Regions from separate parts of the Mus musculus genome. Here region 2 is linked to region 1. The links are chromatin contacts, called in public Micro-C maps. All regions are on one chromosome and are shown on one strand. The core of a region is the stretch at or near the end of the contact, and the rest is flanking DNA. Distances in the headings are between cores, read along the strand shown.

The links. Hi-C and Micro-C count contacts between places; a contact is called where the count stands out from the background.
Region 2: a Micro-C map of muscle stem cells shows a contact between it and region 1, with 2.8 times the contacts expected there. The contact joins two enhancer-like sites. A contact is called at or near these places in 2 of 15 datasets of contacts at CTCF or cohesin (the NIH/3T3 cell line and embryonic stem cells), 54 of 484 Hi-C or Micro-C datasets (8-cell embryo, B cells, CD4 T cells and 38 more), 6 of 115 datasets of contacts at active chromatin or transcription factors (the HPC-7 cell line, the NIH/3T3 cell line, embryonic fibroblasts and 3 more) and 3 of 9 other capture datasets (adipose tissue, liver and pancreatic islet).

What each region holds. Positions count from the first base shown.
Region 1 is chr15:81,210,969-81,217,499 of GRCm38.p6, reverse strand. Gm31608 (a long non-coding RNA gene) reads right to left here and starts at 351. Exons shown (of 3, transcript XR_003951508.1): 1 at 202-351. Within about 2 kb of position 4,274, at least 22 of the 459 cell types and tissues checked have an H3K27ac peak or open chromatin away from gene starts, as enhancers often do. A contact at or near this core is called in granulosa cells and muscle stem cells, where this site is marked.
Region 2 is chr15:81,069,144-81,076,489 of GRCm38.p6, reverse strand. The region is part of intron 2 of Mrtfa (myocardin related transcription factor A); the gene reads left to right. Among named protein-coding and RNA genes, the nearest start is that of Sgsm3, 95 kb to the right of the region's middle. Within about 2 kb of position 5,834, at least 55 of the 459 cell types and tissues checked have an H3K27ac peak or open chromatin away from gene starts, as enhancers often do. A contact at or near this core is called in granulosa cells and muscle stem cells, where this site is marked.

The DNA.
Region 1 (6,531 bases), core at 3,025-5,524:
CTGTGGAAAAGGAGGAGACAGAACCTACCAGTGAGCTATACTCCCACTCTCGCCGCCTCCTGCCTCTTAAAATTGAGAGTAGATAGAAGACTTAGCGGGAGGGTCTGGACGGAAGGGCCCCATCTGGCTCCAAGGCAGAGACATTAGCAGAAGGGACCAGGGGCTTGTGTGGGTGGTGGGGTACAATAGCTGGTCACATACCAGGGCTGGATTGCGCTATTGAGACCCCGAGTGCAGAGCTTGGGTCTTCCTTGGCAGCCTTTGCAGTGACTTCCCTTGACGGTCCCCTCCTGCTCCTAGTACATCTTAGCTTCACAAATGCTCCAGGGACATTTCCACTCCGACTCACTCGTCCCCGCCCACTCACGGCATCAACCCACGTCACAGGAGGGATGGCTGCCTCAGAAGCTTATTAACTTTCCAGGCAGCATGCCGCTCAGTCAGTCACTGAGTCAGGAAGGACCAACTCAGCACCCCAGGCGCCCCGGCACAGGCTGACTCAGTGGCCTCGGGTCTCAGCTGGGGTCTCCCGGAACCACAGGATACATCTTAGTGGGGAGGGGGGCTGGGATGAGGGAAGCGAACACAGTAATAACCCAGTTGCAATTTCCTCGATTGATAGCCTAATGTACTCTCTGTTACCGTTAAAAAAAAACCCAAAAACCTAAGACCCGGTAGATTATGGAATGAAAGCTTGTTTAACTCAGGCTTCTGGAGCCGAGGGAGTCCCAGAGCGTGGTCTAGCGGGCTCACAGGCTGAGACAAACTTTTGTTTTGGGGGGGGGGGGGGTTCTTTCCTTTCAAAGCAAACTGGCCTGCGCTCTGTGAACTCAGAGATGGGAAGATGCCCATGAGAAGTTGTGTTCCGTTTTGTTCCCGAAAGACAAAAAACAAACAAACAAACAAACAAACAAAAAAACCTGTGTAATGGTGGCTCACACCTTTAATCCCAGCACTCTGGAGGCAGAGGCAGAGGCAGAGGCAGAGGCAGAGGCAGAGGCAGAGGCAGAGGCAGAGGCAGAGGCAGAGGCAGAGGCAGAGGCAGAGGCAGAGGCAGAGGCAGAGGCAGAGGCAGAGGCAGAGGCAGAGGCAGAGGCAGAGGCAGAGGCAGAGGCAGAGGCAGAGGCAGAGGCAGAGGCAGAGGCAGAGGCAGAGGCAGAGGCAGAGGCAGAGGCAGAGGCAGAGGCAGAGGCAGAGGCAGAGGCAGAGGCAGAGGCAGAGGCAGAGGCAGAGGCAGAGGCAGAGGCAGAGGCAGAGGCAGAGGCAGAGGCAGAGGCAGAGGCAGAGGCAGAGGCAGGCGGATCTCTGGGAGTTTGAGACAAAAGGCTGAGGGGCCTGTTAACATATCAAAGCAGACCTGATCTCCAGGTTCTCCCATAATCCCTACCTGTTATTGCTGGCATACTGCCTTCTACCCTGAACTCTCCAGCCCAGTCCTTAAGAGATTCTTTCCTGAAGGTTTGGTTACCTGCCCACTTTGTGCCTTTGACCTCCTGGCTGCTGCATCTTGCTCCCTATCTTTCCCTCCCCCTTCCCTTCTCCCACTTCCCACAGGGCACACAGCTCAGTCTGGCCATGTCTACTCTGGACACTCCCAGATGTCTCTGACCCTGGCTATGTGCTGCCATATACCACACCTAGGAGCAGCCATGTCCTTTCCTCCTCTCCTTATTTATTTCCCCCCCCCCGCCCCCCCCATCAGTCACCTTGAACTATATTATGCTTCTCCTACCACCTGCCGGGGGTGGGGGGGTGGGGGGATGGGGGGTGGGGGGATGGGGGGTTGGGGGGAGTGGAGATGGGGGAGGGAGTCTATCAGCACTTTCTTTTTTTCTTTTTTCTTTTTTTTGGTTTTTCGAGACAGGGTTTTTCCTGGCTGTCCTGGAACTCACTCTGTAGACCAGGCTGGCCTCAAACTCAGAAATCCACCTGCCTCTGCCTCCCAAGTGCTGGGATTAAAGGCGTGCGCCACCACACTTTCAATGCTCTGGAAGCTTTCCGTTGCAGTGGGATCTGCCTCCGTCAGCCTTCACACCTCCTGACATAGTAAGCCTCTTGGTTGTGCCTTGCTTTGGCAGTCAGAGACAACTCTTGGGAGTCGCTTCACTCTTTCCACATACACTGCAGGCGAACTGGCCCTCCTGCTTCCAAATGACTATGGTCTCTACATCCTCTCTCTTCACTAAAGTAGTAGAATACAGATGTATGTCACCCCACCAAGCTTTATTACGTCGGTTCCTTGGATCAAATTGGGGGTTTTGAGGCTTTTGTTTGTAAGTGGAGTTTTGTTGTTGTTGCTGTTTGGGATTTAGTTGTTTTTGTTTTTGTTTTTGTTTTTGCTGGTTTTTTGTTTTGCTTTGTTTTTTAAGACAGGATTTTACTATGTATCCCTGGCTGTCCTGGAACTCACTATGTAGACCAGGCTGGCCTTGAACTCAGAACTCACTGTCTATGCCACCCGAGTGCTAGGATTACCACTATGCACTTACTTCTAGCTAGTCTCAGCTACTCTTAGTCTCTAGGCTAGCCCCCATGCTGCGCTGCGGTCTTCCCAGCTCTGGTCCCCCCCCCCCCCAGCCTCAATGCTACTTTCTCAGCCATCTATCCCCTGCGGCTAGTTGTCGCAAATCCTCTTAACCCAGTAAATCAAAACTCTAGAAGCTTATAATTAATCAGTCAGATTTATATATCAATAAATTCTCAATTTACAAGATGCCCACATAATAATTTCAGAGCCAATTGATAATGATACAAGCTGCCCACCTAGATTAGACAAGTTATCCCAATTATTCTATCCTTTTATGATATTCACAGCTCCCTGTGTCTATTTAAAGCCACGCGGAATCTGGATCGTCTTCCTCTTCCTCCATCTTCCTTCTCCTCAACTTGTCCCTGTCTGTCTCTGAAACTCCTAGCTCCGCCTCCCTTTTCCCTGTCCCATCACAGGTTTCTTGCTGTATTAATATTTAAATTAGTTGGGGAAAATTCTGCTACAAGTAATTTGCATAAAGGCAGAATTTCAGTAGAGATTAGTCAGTAATTCATTCAGTAACAACGTAACAACAGGAGTGGTCTTTTCACTCTGGAACTCAGAGTGTAATTTTGTTTGCTTCTTTTTAGACAAGCTTTCATGCAGTCCTCACTGGCTTCAAACTGGCTCTGTGGTCAGGATGAATTTCAACTCTTCATCTTCCTTCCTCTACCTTCCAAGTGCTGGGGTGACAGGCATGTGCCACCATATCTGGTATTTTTTGTGGTGCTTGTTAGGTATCAAAGAAATCTGAGACAAGTTCTCACTCAGTACCTGTGACCACCACACACTCCTCACCCTGTCCCGTCCTCTACCCTAAGTCTCTCCCACCCAAGGGCTGGCCTTCTACTTCCCTTCCCCCAGCTTCCTGTATAAGTCAGCCCATTTTGGCTGTGCACTCTCTTGGTTCCTGGTATATCCTGCTTTCTCTCTCTCTCTCTCTCTCTCTCTCTCTCTCTCTCTCTCTCTCTCTCTCTCTCTCTCGTTGTCTGCAGCTCCTCTCTTAGTCTATTTTCCTCCTGTGCCTTCTCTTCCTTTCTTACTTCCTCCTCATGCCCCATGGCTGGGTTCAGTCTGGATTCTTTCAGATGGCCTCTGGCTGCTTTCTCCCTCATATCTACTTAAAAATTTCTCTCTGCCACCATACCTAGGAGTGGTCATGTCTTCATTTCCATTCAAAGCCCAGGGCGTGCTAAGCAGACATCCCACCAACCCAGCTCCATGCCCAGCCTCAGCTTCAGTTGTGATTCACTGCAAACATTGTGGCACAGAGAATCAGATCTCTGTGGGGAGAACAAAGAAGCTAAGAGGATCCAGGCTGAGCCGGGAATCTAGGCATCATACCCACCACAGCAGTGTGCATGGGCACCAGGAGAACAGGGACGAGGGACCAATAGACCAAAGATTCTCAGCCTTCCTAAGGCTGCGACTCTTTAATACAATTCCTCAGGGTGTGGTGATCCCAATCATAAAATTACTTCATTCCTACTTCATAACTGTAATTTTACTAGTGTTATGAGTTGTAATGTAAACACCCTATATGCAGGATATCTGATATGTGACACACACACACACACACACACACCCCAAGGGGTCTCAACCCACAAATTGAGAATCACAGCCATAGACAGTGCAAATCCTGGAGAAACCTGGGAAGGAATCTTCGTTTTCTCACTGTGCACCAGAGAAAGCTGAGCACAGAGCCAGCAGGGCGGGGTGTTGAGTTACAATCGGCGCGTGTGCCAGACAAGACTGAAACTCAAGGACTCGGAGTAAATTGCCTAAGGTCACCTGGCTTGCCCTGTAGAGCCAGGCTTTGAAACCGCAGCCGTCTTTACCACAAGCCGCCAGCCCTCCTCTCTGTGAACCCTTCTGATTGTTTTCTTCTCGCCTTCACTGGGCTGCTCCGGCTCAGCTTCGGGGACCTGGCACCGTTGCTTTACCACCATCCCTCAGCTCTACTTCATCAGTACCGCGTTTTCAATTTTCTGAGTTCTGGTTCCCTAAGACTCAGGTACAAAGGGACCTTGGGTACCACTGACCAATCAGGCAAGAAAAATCTCACCCCAGAATGAGTGTATGAAGGCAAAACAGTGTGAGTGTAGACAAAACAGCCACATCAACAATCACTCAGAATGCTGGTCCAGTCAGGTGTGCCTTTGTGATTGGACAACTCAGAACACAGCAGACGCCCACCAAGTGCTAGGATCCTTGGATCCCTGGGCTTGTATGTCTAGGGCTTCAGACTTGGTTGTACACAGAGACTTGAATCACATCAGGGAGATCCTGGCCCTTGTTCTCTCTGCCTTTATGATGGGGCTGTTTGTCCTTTTTGGGCTTCTTTAATCCAAGCAAGTTGGCTATGGGCAGCTCAGAACCTACATGGGTTTATCTTTATATGTCTTTAGGTTGTTCCATTCCACACAGGGCTACACAGTGAAACTCTTTCTCAAAAAATAAAATAAATACCTATAGAGTAAGTGGGGGAAGAAAGCATCTTTTCCAACGGACCCTGGCAAAGTCCCAGGGAACACTCTGATTGGCCTTGGATTGGTCATATCTCCACCCTAGGGAGACAGATGACTTTAAACAGAATGTTAAGGGTCTGGCTGGATGTAATGGTACAGGCCTATAATCTCATCTGCCCAGAGCTCAGGCAGGTGGATCCTGTGTCACAATGAAGGAAAAAGAAAAGGCTGTCAGAGTGGTTCAGTGGTAGACGCTCGGCAGGCTCAAGTCGAGGGGTGTGAAAGAAAAGAGTGTGGGACCACACTGTCTATATCCCAGATTTCAGTGATAAAGACATTCAAGGAAGTGAGTTTGCTAGAAGGAAGGTTGGGGCCAAGCATGGCGGCGTGTACCTCAGCACTGCAGAGGTGAAGGCGGAGGGCCAAGAGTTCAAGTGAGCTGGGCAGGCCTTTAATCCCAGCATTAGGGAGGCAGAGGCAGGCAGATTTCTGAGTTCGAGGCCAGCCTGGTCTACAAAGTGAGTTCCAGGACAGCCAGAGCTATAGAGAGAAACCCTGTCTCGAAAAACCAAAAAAAAAAAAAAGAGTTCAAGCGAGGTAGGGAGACGGCTCAATGATGCAATGTTTGAGGAGCAACCATGAGGACCGACATCCAGGTCCCCAGCACCCCCATAAAGCAGGGCAGCTGTGCAGCTCTCCCTCAGCACACGGGAGGGGTGGATGGGAATTTCTGAGGCAAAATGGCTAATGAGAATCACAGCAAGAGAATAAAGCAGAGAGGGGTTGAGGAAGACACCCAGTATCAACTGCAGGCCTCCACAGGCATGGACACATACATAGGGACATATACCACTCACCGTACACATGTGCACACACTATATATATACCACATATATACATAACTACCTCACACCCAAATACACACTACATACATCAATACACATACCATATGTACATACCACATACCTACATAGCACATACACATAGCTCATACACACACCACACACATATACCACATACATAACACATTAACACTGCCTATACAACACATATTACAAACACATGCACACCCCTCATACACACACCACACACATACACACACACCAAATACATAACAAACACATGTGCTCACATATAAACACACTACATACACCACAAATACACATACCATATACCCTATACCACACACACACCACACATATACACCACATACATACGTACATACCACACACAAACACCACATACATACACATACCACACACACACACACACTAAACCATACATATACACATACACCACTCAGACACTACATAACACACCACAAATACACACCACATGTGCTCATAAGCACAGGCAGACACACACAGACACACTCAGGGTTCAAGGCCACACATTAAGGTTAGCATTATCCACATTACCTGGGAGAAAGGACTCTAAGCCTACCTGTGGGGACTTATCTTGATTATGCTAATAATGTGGGATGATGCATGTTAATTGTAGGTGGGATGGTCCTCTAGGCTGGGGATCCTCCAC
Region 2 (7,346 bases), core at 4,585-7,084, 140 kb after region 1:
CTGCCTTCAAAATGTAATGGTGTCTGTAGTTTGTGGCAACCAGGTATGTACAAGAGTCCCTCCCCATCTTTGCCAGGTGTAGGTATTATACAGTCTCTTAATTTTTTGGCTGTCCTAATGGATGCTAAATCATAACTCATTGTTACTTTATTATCCCTCCATCCAAGAACTCAGGTAGATCTTTAACAAGAAAAAACTTTTGGGGGGGGGGGCAGGGTCTGAGGCAGGGTTTCTCTGTATAGCCCTGGTTGGCCTTGAACTCAGAAATCGTCCTGCCTCTGCCTCCCAAGTGCTGGGATTAAAGGCGTGCGCCACCACTGTCCGATAAGAATAAACTTTTAAGAAGCCTCAGCCTCTTTGGACAGTAGCCATGTCTCTTTAAAGTGCCAGTGAGGCATAGTGCCTTACTTCTTTTCCTTCTGCTATGATAAAATGCTCTGACAAAAGCAATGTAAAGAGGACAGTAGTGGCCCACACTTTTTACTCCCAGCACTCAGGAAACAGAGACAGGCAGATCTCAGTGAGTTCGAGGCCAGCCTGGTCTACAGAGTGAGTCCCAGGACAGCCAGAGCTACACAGAGAAACCCTGTCTCAAAACAACAACAGCAACAACAAAGCAAACAAACAATGCAAAAAAGCAGGGGGCGGGGGAGGAGGCAACATAAGGTAGAAAGGGCTTATCTTATTTTGGCCAACAGTTCACAGGTACAGCCTGTTATGATGAAGAAGTCACAAGAGTGGGAGCCTGAGGCAGCTGGCCACACTGCATTCATAGTCAAGAAGCAGAGAGTAATGGATTCTTATGCTCGCCCCACTTTGTTCTTTCTGTACAGCCCGGGATGTGCCATTCACAGTGGGCAGATCTTCTTACCTCAGCTAATCTCATTGAAATAAAGCATTGGATTCTCTTGGTAGATGGATTATGAAAGAGATGAGTATGACCCATACAGAATTGAATACAGTTTGACATAGTCCACCACAGTCTGGGCCTTATCAGCACCGGGGCTGGTTTAAATTTGGTCTCTTTCCACTTGGCTCTGTGATCCTGCACTGATGGCGAGCACTGTTGCTAGTGAGAGGTTGTTGTCAGTGACTTACGCTGACATCGTAGCAGCTGACTGTGATTTGCCTGTGCTCTAGCAGAGGCATGGTTTTGCCAACTGCAGACAGTTTCTGCGATTGTGTGATGTTTGGAATTCTGGGAACTTTTCAGAGGGTATAAAATGCTATGGCCCTGAGAGGCGAGGTTGGTGGTGGTTGCTTGTTCAGCAGATTGGTCATGGTTTGTTAGTAGTCATACTCAGAAGAAGAAACAAAAAGAAAGAAATTAGATTCAAGGGTCTCTCTCTCTCCCCCCCTCTATTTTTTCTCTCCTATCTAGAGGTGGGGGTTGAAACCTAGGGGTGGAGTGGGGTAGGAGAGGGGGAGATAAAGGGTGGGAAAAAGAAGAACCCACAGAGCAGCTAAGCCTGGTTACAATGCTGTTCTTGCAGGAGACTTGAGTTTGGTTCCCAGCACCCACATGGCAGCTTACAACCATCTATAACTCCAGTTCCAGGAGACCAGACACACCTCCTGGTCTCCATGGGCACCAGGCATGTATGTAGTGCACATACATATATGAGGCAAAAACATTCATGTGCTTAAAATTCAAATAGATCTTTTTTAAAACATGGATGTTGAACACTTGTGCAGATTTCCTCTGCTTCCTAAATTCTTTGTGTTGGAACATGTATCACGTGGTTGATGTCAACTCAAAAGAGGAAGTTAGAAGGGGAACCTTAAGTAGAATCAGCTTGGCCCATAGTCCATTTCCTATTGGACTACTAGCAGGACACCTGAGTCTGAGTAATTTGCAAAGAACAGAAGTTCTTGTAGCTTATAATTCTAGACCTCCAAGAGCATGGTGCTGACTTCTGTTGGCCTGGTAAGGGTTTTGCAGCTACATTACAGTGTGGGTCACTGTGGGAGCAACACCGCCACTCTTCAATACAGTTTCTCAAGGATGGGCTGGAGAGATGGCTCAGCCGTTAAAGGCTAGGCTCACAACCAAAAATATAAGGATGCACGTCTGAGCCCCAGCACTGGGAGACCGAGGCAGAAGATTGCAAAGTTTTGTTTCTTGAGACAAGGTCTCTCTACAAAGCCCTGGTTGTCCTAGAACTCTCTGTGTAGATCAGACTGGCCTCAAAGACACACAGATCTGCCCCTCTGCCCCTCTGCCCGCTGAGTGCTAGGATTGGAGGTGTGAGACCCTCTTCCTGGCTAGAAGAGTGCAGTTTTGAAGCCGACCTGGGCTGCATAGTAAAACCCAGCCCCACAAAACAAGAATGTTCTTCAGTATGTTACCATCTTGAGGCAGGAGTTTTTTAATTGTCATTTGCTTAAGAAATGCTAATTGCTGTGCTGTGTTCTTTCTGCAGACATGCTTATTCAATGGCAGCTAGACATGTTCATTTCCTCCCGACTTTTTGCTCTCAGAAATCTCCATGTGCAGGAAATGGTCTGTACTCTGGCAACACTGCTGCACAGGCCTGTGCTCAGAAGGCTTGCAGAGCCCCGTGCTGCCTCTAAAGTGACTCACTGTTAGAGAAGCAGAGCAAGAAATCCCAGGAGAGAGAGTGATCAGCTCCCTATCTTGGGTGATGGTTTTCTTTAATTTATTAGGTCATTAGATGTAGGAAGATGTTAACAGTTAGAAAACTCTAAAAGAATGTTAAGTTCCAGGCATGATGTCTTTATGGAATTCACTAAAATATTAATTTGGTGATGTTAACTCCTTTTTAATGCCTTGTTCTTTCCCTGTTTTTTCCACCCTATGAACATTTTTGTCTGTGCTGTAGGAGACCATGAGCTGTCGTAATTGTAAAATGTCAAAAATTAAACAAAAGGAACAGTTAATTGAATATTTTTAGTACTGTTAATACAGATTATTGACCGATCGCCTCATTAATTTTACCCTAAACCTATATAAATGTGGTGATGTTCCAGTTTCCAGGTGCAAAAGTGGTTTAGCTGGAGTCAGAACTGAGTGGAGGCACCAGGTGAAAGTCTCAGCCTTGATCACAGCCTTGCTCAGCTTCTGAGCAAGATCTGATCTGGGTAGATCTCAGACAGCCCAAGAACAGTGTGTGGGTCTCAGTGCTCTGCTGAGACTCAATGCTCTGCTGGTCATTTGTCTTCTTTCCCTCCCCACCCACCATATGTGTAACTCAGGATATTTGTTTGGTTGTTTGGTTGATTATTTTGAGACAGGGTTTCTCTGTGTTACCCTGTGAGTCCTAGAACTTACTCTATAGACCAGGCTGGAACTCAAGAGATCTGCCTTCCTCTGGTATTTATTGAATAAACATGTATGTGCAGTTAGCTGTGGAGAGTAAAAATTAACTGGCATTTTTGTTTGTAAACTTTTATATCTAGGGACTAGAGAGATGGCTCAGTGATTATGAGGTCTGGGTGCTGTTGTAGAAGACCTGGGTTTAGACTCCTAGGACCTGCATGGCAGCTATAAAAGTCCCCATGTCCAGTTCCAGGGGATCTTGCGCCCTCTTATGGCTTCTGTTGACACTGCACACATGTACATACATAACTCCAGGCAAAACATTTAAACACATAAATATAATTCTTGAAATTTACAACTAAATGCTGAATGTATAACTCAGTAATACATAGCTTAAGGTAGTCATTGTCGGGTTTACTGTCTCATATATACCTTTATTTGAGTTAGGTTTGCACATGGTCCAACCTGAACTGATCTGATCGTACCTCAGCCTCCCAAGTGCCTGGATCATAGGCATATGCCACCATGCCCGTGTGTGCACTGCTGGGCAGGGGACTCAGGACCTCATGCTGTTAGACAAGCCAGCGGAGCCACAGCACCAGTCCTCTCCCAGCCTTGCAGATAAGAATAAAAGGTGTCTTGTCTGTTGCTTCTGGAGATCCCCAGTGGTCTGAAGTGCTGTCTTCTCACTTCCTGACCCAATTCTGTCCCCTCCTCATCCCCTTTCACATCCACGCTGCTGAAAATAAAAATGGTTTTTCTGTTTCTCCTCCTTTGTTCTCCATTTCTCACGAAGTTGTTGTCACTCTCTTAACTTTGTGCATTTCTCCCCTGTGGTTGGTGCTCATCTAACCTTGTAAGCAGACTCCCTCCACCTCCCCTCTCCATCCCTCCTTCCCGCCAGAAAAATCTATATTTTGAGGATGTTATGTTTTTGTTTTTTGATAGGAGGTCTCACTCTATAGCCCCAAGTGGCCTGAAACTCACTCTCTGTAGACCAAGCTGGCCTTGAACTCAGAGATCTGACTGCCTCTCACTCTCAAATTTTGGGACTAAAGGTGTGTGCCACCATGCCCAGCTTCCTGCCACTCTGGATTCATCTCAGAGGTGTCCTCTTGGTAGAGGCCTGCGCTGAGTCCTCCCAGCCATGCAGGCATCTATTTCTCAGTTCCTAGCAGAGTGCTGTCAGATTGAGGGAATGTCCTGGTGGGTACACGTCCACTGGGTTGGTAAGCCTAGTCAGAACTGTCAGATGCGCTCAGAGTGGGCTGGTGTGTTTTTCTGTCTGTGTTCACATGCTTGATACTTGGTAGTCAGACAGCAAATATCAAAAGGAGAGCAAGGGACAGCAAGATGACTTAGTGGGTGAGAACACTTGACGTGCAAACCCGAGGACCTGAATTTAAGCCCCAGAGCCCATGTGAAGGTGTAAGGAGAAAACAAACTCACAAAGCTGTCCTCCAGCCACCACACATGCACCTTGGTGTGTGGTTCAGGGGCTGGAGAGATGGCTTAGTGGTTAAGAGCACTGACTGTTCCTCCAGAGGTCCTGCGTTCAAATCCCACAACCACATGGTGGCTCATAACCATCTGTAATGAGATCTGATGCCCTCTTCTGGTGTGAGCTCTAGTGTACTCATATACATTAAATAAATAATAGTTATTAAAAAAGTAAGTAGTGTGGTTTGTCCCATGCTATTGTAAGTCTGGGGAGCACTCCATTTTAGAGATGGGACGCCCTCAGTGGAGATGGAAGTGATGCCTTGAGGGACGTAGCTGAGTGGTAAACAGTACACCTAAACCTGAAAACAAGAGTCCTGCTTCCTGTCCAGCATCCTTTTCTCCTGTTTGTTTTGGGGCACGTCACCCCAAAAATATGTGTTTAAAAAGTCAGTGCTTTCTGAAGATACGTACCAAAGGGAAGAAGATGAAAAATAAAATTTTTCTATTTCTGCCCCAAATGGAGCCTGCCCTCCTCTGTGCTGTGTATGGGCACGTTTCTATCTATGTCACATACACGGTGACGACACCAGCTCACACTTACCAAATGACTATAGAGTGGGCACTGTCTTCAGTGTTCCACATGTGCTCAGTTGTTGATTACAGCGACCCGAAATGGATTATCTCATCCCTACTTTATAAGTGAGGAAACAGTGACACAAAAGGAGGAGTATCTCAAGGTCTCAGAGTTAGCAGGTGGTAGGCACAGCACTTAACTCAAGGCATCAGCTCTAGAGCTTTTTTTTTTTTTTTTTTTTTTTTAATCTAAGAAATGTTTTTGTATACAAGTAATGGGCATATGTTTTAACTAAACATTCTGGGTTTTTTGTTGTTGTTTGTTTTGTTGTTTTTTTATGAGCTTTTAAAAAAAGGAAAGAAAATCACAACAAATCTGTAAAACAGTGAAGAGTCTGCTTCTAGACCGTTGCCAGGTTAGGAGAAAGGGAAGGAAAAGACAAATTCTTACAGAGCCTGCATTCCTCACTCCTCAGTCCTGATGAGTAACACTGTAGTCTCCTTCTTGAAGAGACAAGAAAAGAAGTCAGCTTCTGTGTGGTGGTGAGCTTCCCTTTCAGGAATGTAGTTCAGTGGGTTCTGCAAAGGATGATCCAGCCCTGCAGTGGCTTGCAGTTTGTTTGTTTGATTGATTGCTGAATATTTATTATTTCTATGAATTGGTACATTTTATACCACTCACAAATAAAAAACATTTAACTTGTTTCTAGTTTGAGGTAATTACTGACATGTGTGTTCGGGTATGGCCCTTATGTGGACAGACATTTTTTATCTTTCCTGAGTAGGTGCTAGTTTTATGTCAACTTGACACAAGGCAGAATCATGAGAGAGAAAGGAACTGCATTTGAGAAAAGGCCTCCATAAGATCTGGCTGTAGGGCATTTTCTTTGTTAGTGATCGATGGGGAAGGACCCAGCCCATTGTGGGTGGTACCATCCCTGAGCTGGTGGTCCTGGGTTCTATAAGAAGACAGACTGAACAAGCCAGTAAGTAGCACCCCTCCATGGCCTCTGCATCAGCTCCTTCCTCCAAGTTTTTTCCCTGTTTGAGTCCCTGTCCTGACTTTCTTCAGGGATGGACTACAATGTGGAAGTGTAAGCCAAATGAACCCTTCCTCCTCAGCTTGCTTTTTGGTCATGGTGTTTCATCCCAATATTAGAAGCCCCAGGTCACTCAGGGATGGGATTTCTGGCTTGGATAATAGGAAGTTTAAGTTCATAAGAAACTTGTAAACTATTTCTAGAGGAACATTTGTGTTCAAGAACCCTGGTTGTTCCCTATCCTCTGCACTGGAATCTTTTGGCGTTTTTTATTCTGATGGCTAAGTAACCTCATAGGTGCTCTTGTTGGAAAGGGTGTGGCTGAACTAGGAGTTTCTGATGAGAGGATTGCCTTCGTTCTTCCCTTTCTGATTCACTAATACTTATCACTTTTCATTAAGTGGGGGTGGATGAAGAGAGGCTTTGATAGCCCACTTCCCAGCTGGCTCTGAGGAGGAGCCGTGGCGAGGACAGTGATGCACTAGGTTCCTGAGCTTTACCTGTTCTCCTTCCCCTGGAACACATTACCCAGCATAGAGGTTTGTATTCCTCTGCGTTGCGTGCCTTGCCTTGCTCAGCTTCCGCACGCCAGGAAACCTAGTGTGGGAAGGATATGCTGGCATGTCTGCACTGCCAGCCTTGGTATCTGACCTGTTACTATCTCTATTGGTTGGTGGTTCTCGGCCTTCCTAATGTTGCAACCCTTTAATACAGTTTTTCATGCTCTGGTGATCCCAGCCATGAAATTATTTTTGTTGCTTCTTCATAACTCTTAAGTTTGCTACTGTTATGAATAGTAATGTAGATATCTGATGCACAGGATATTTGATCCACAATGCCTGTGAAAGGGTCATTCAACCCCCAAAGGGGTTGCAGCCCACAAGTAGAGAACCACTGCTATGGGTAGAAATGCCAGTGAGTGCCATGGTGGCAGCTGTTTCTGTAGTCAGCTGGATAAATACTTCAACTCAGCCTGATGGTATAGCTCTTCTGATCACCCCCTCCCCCCA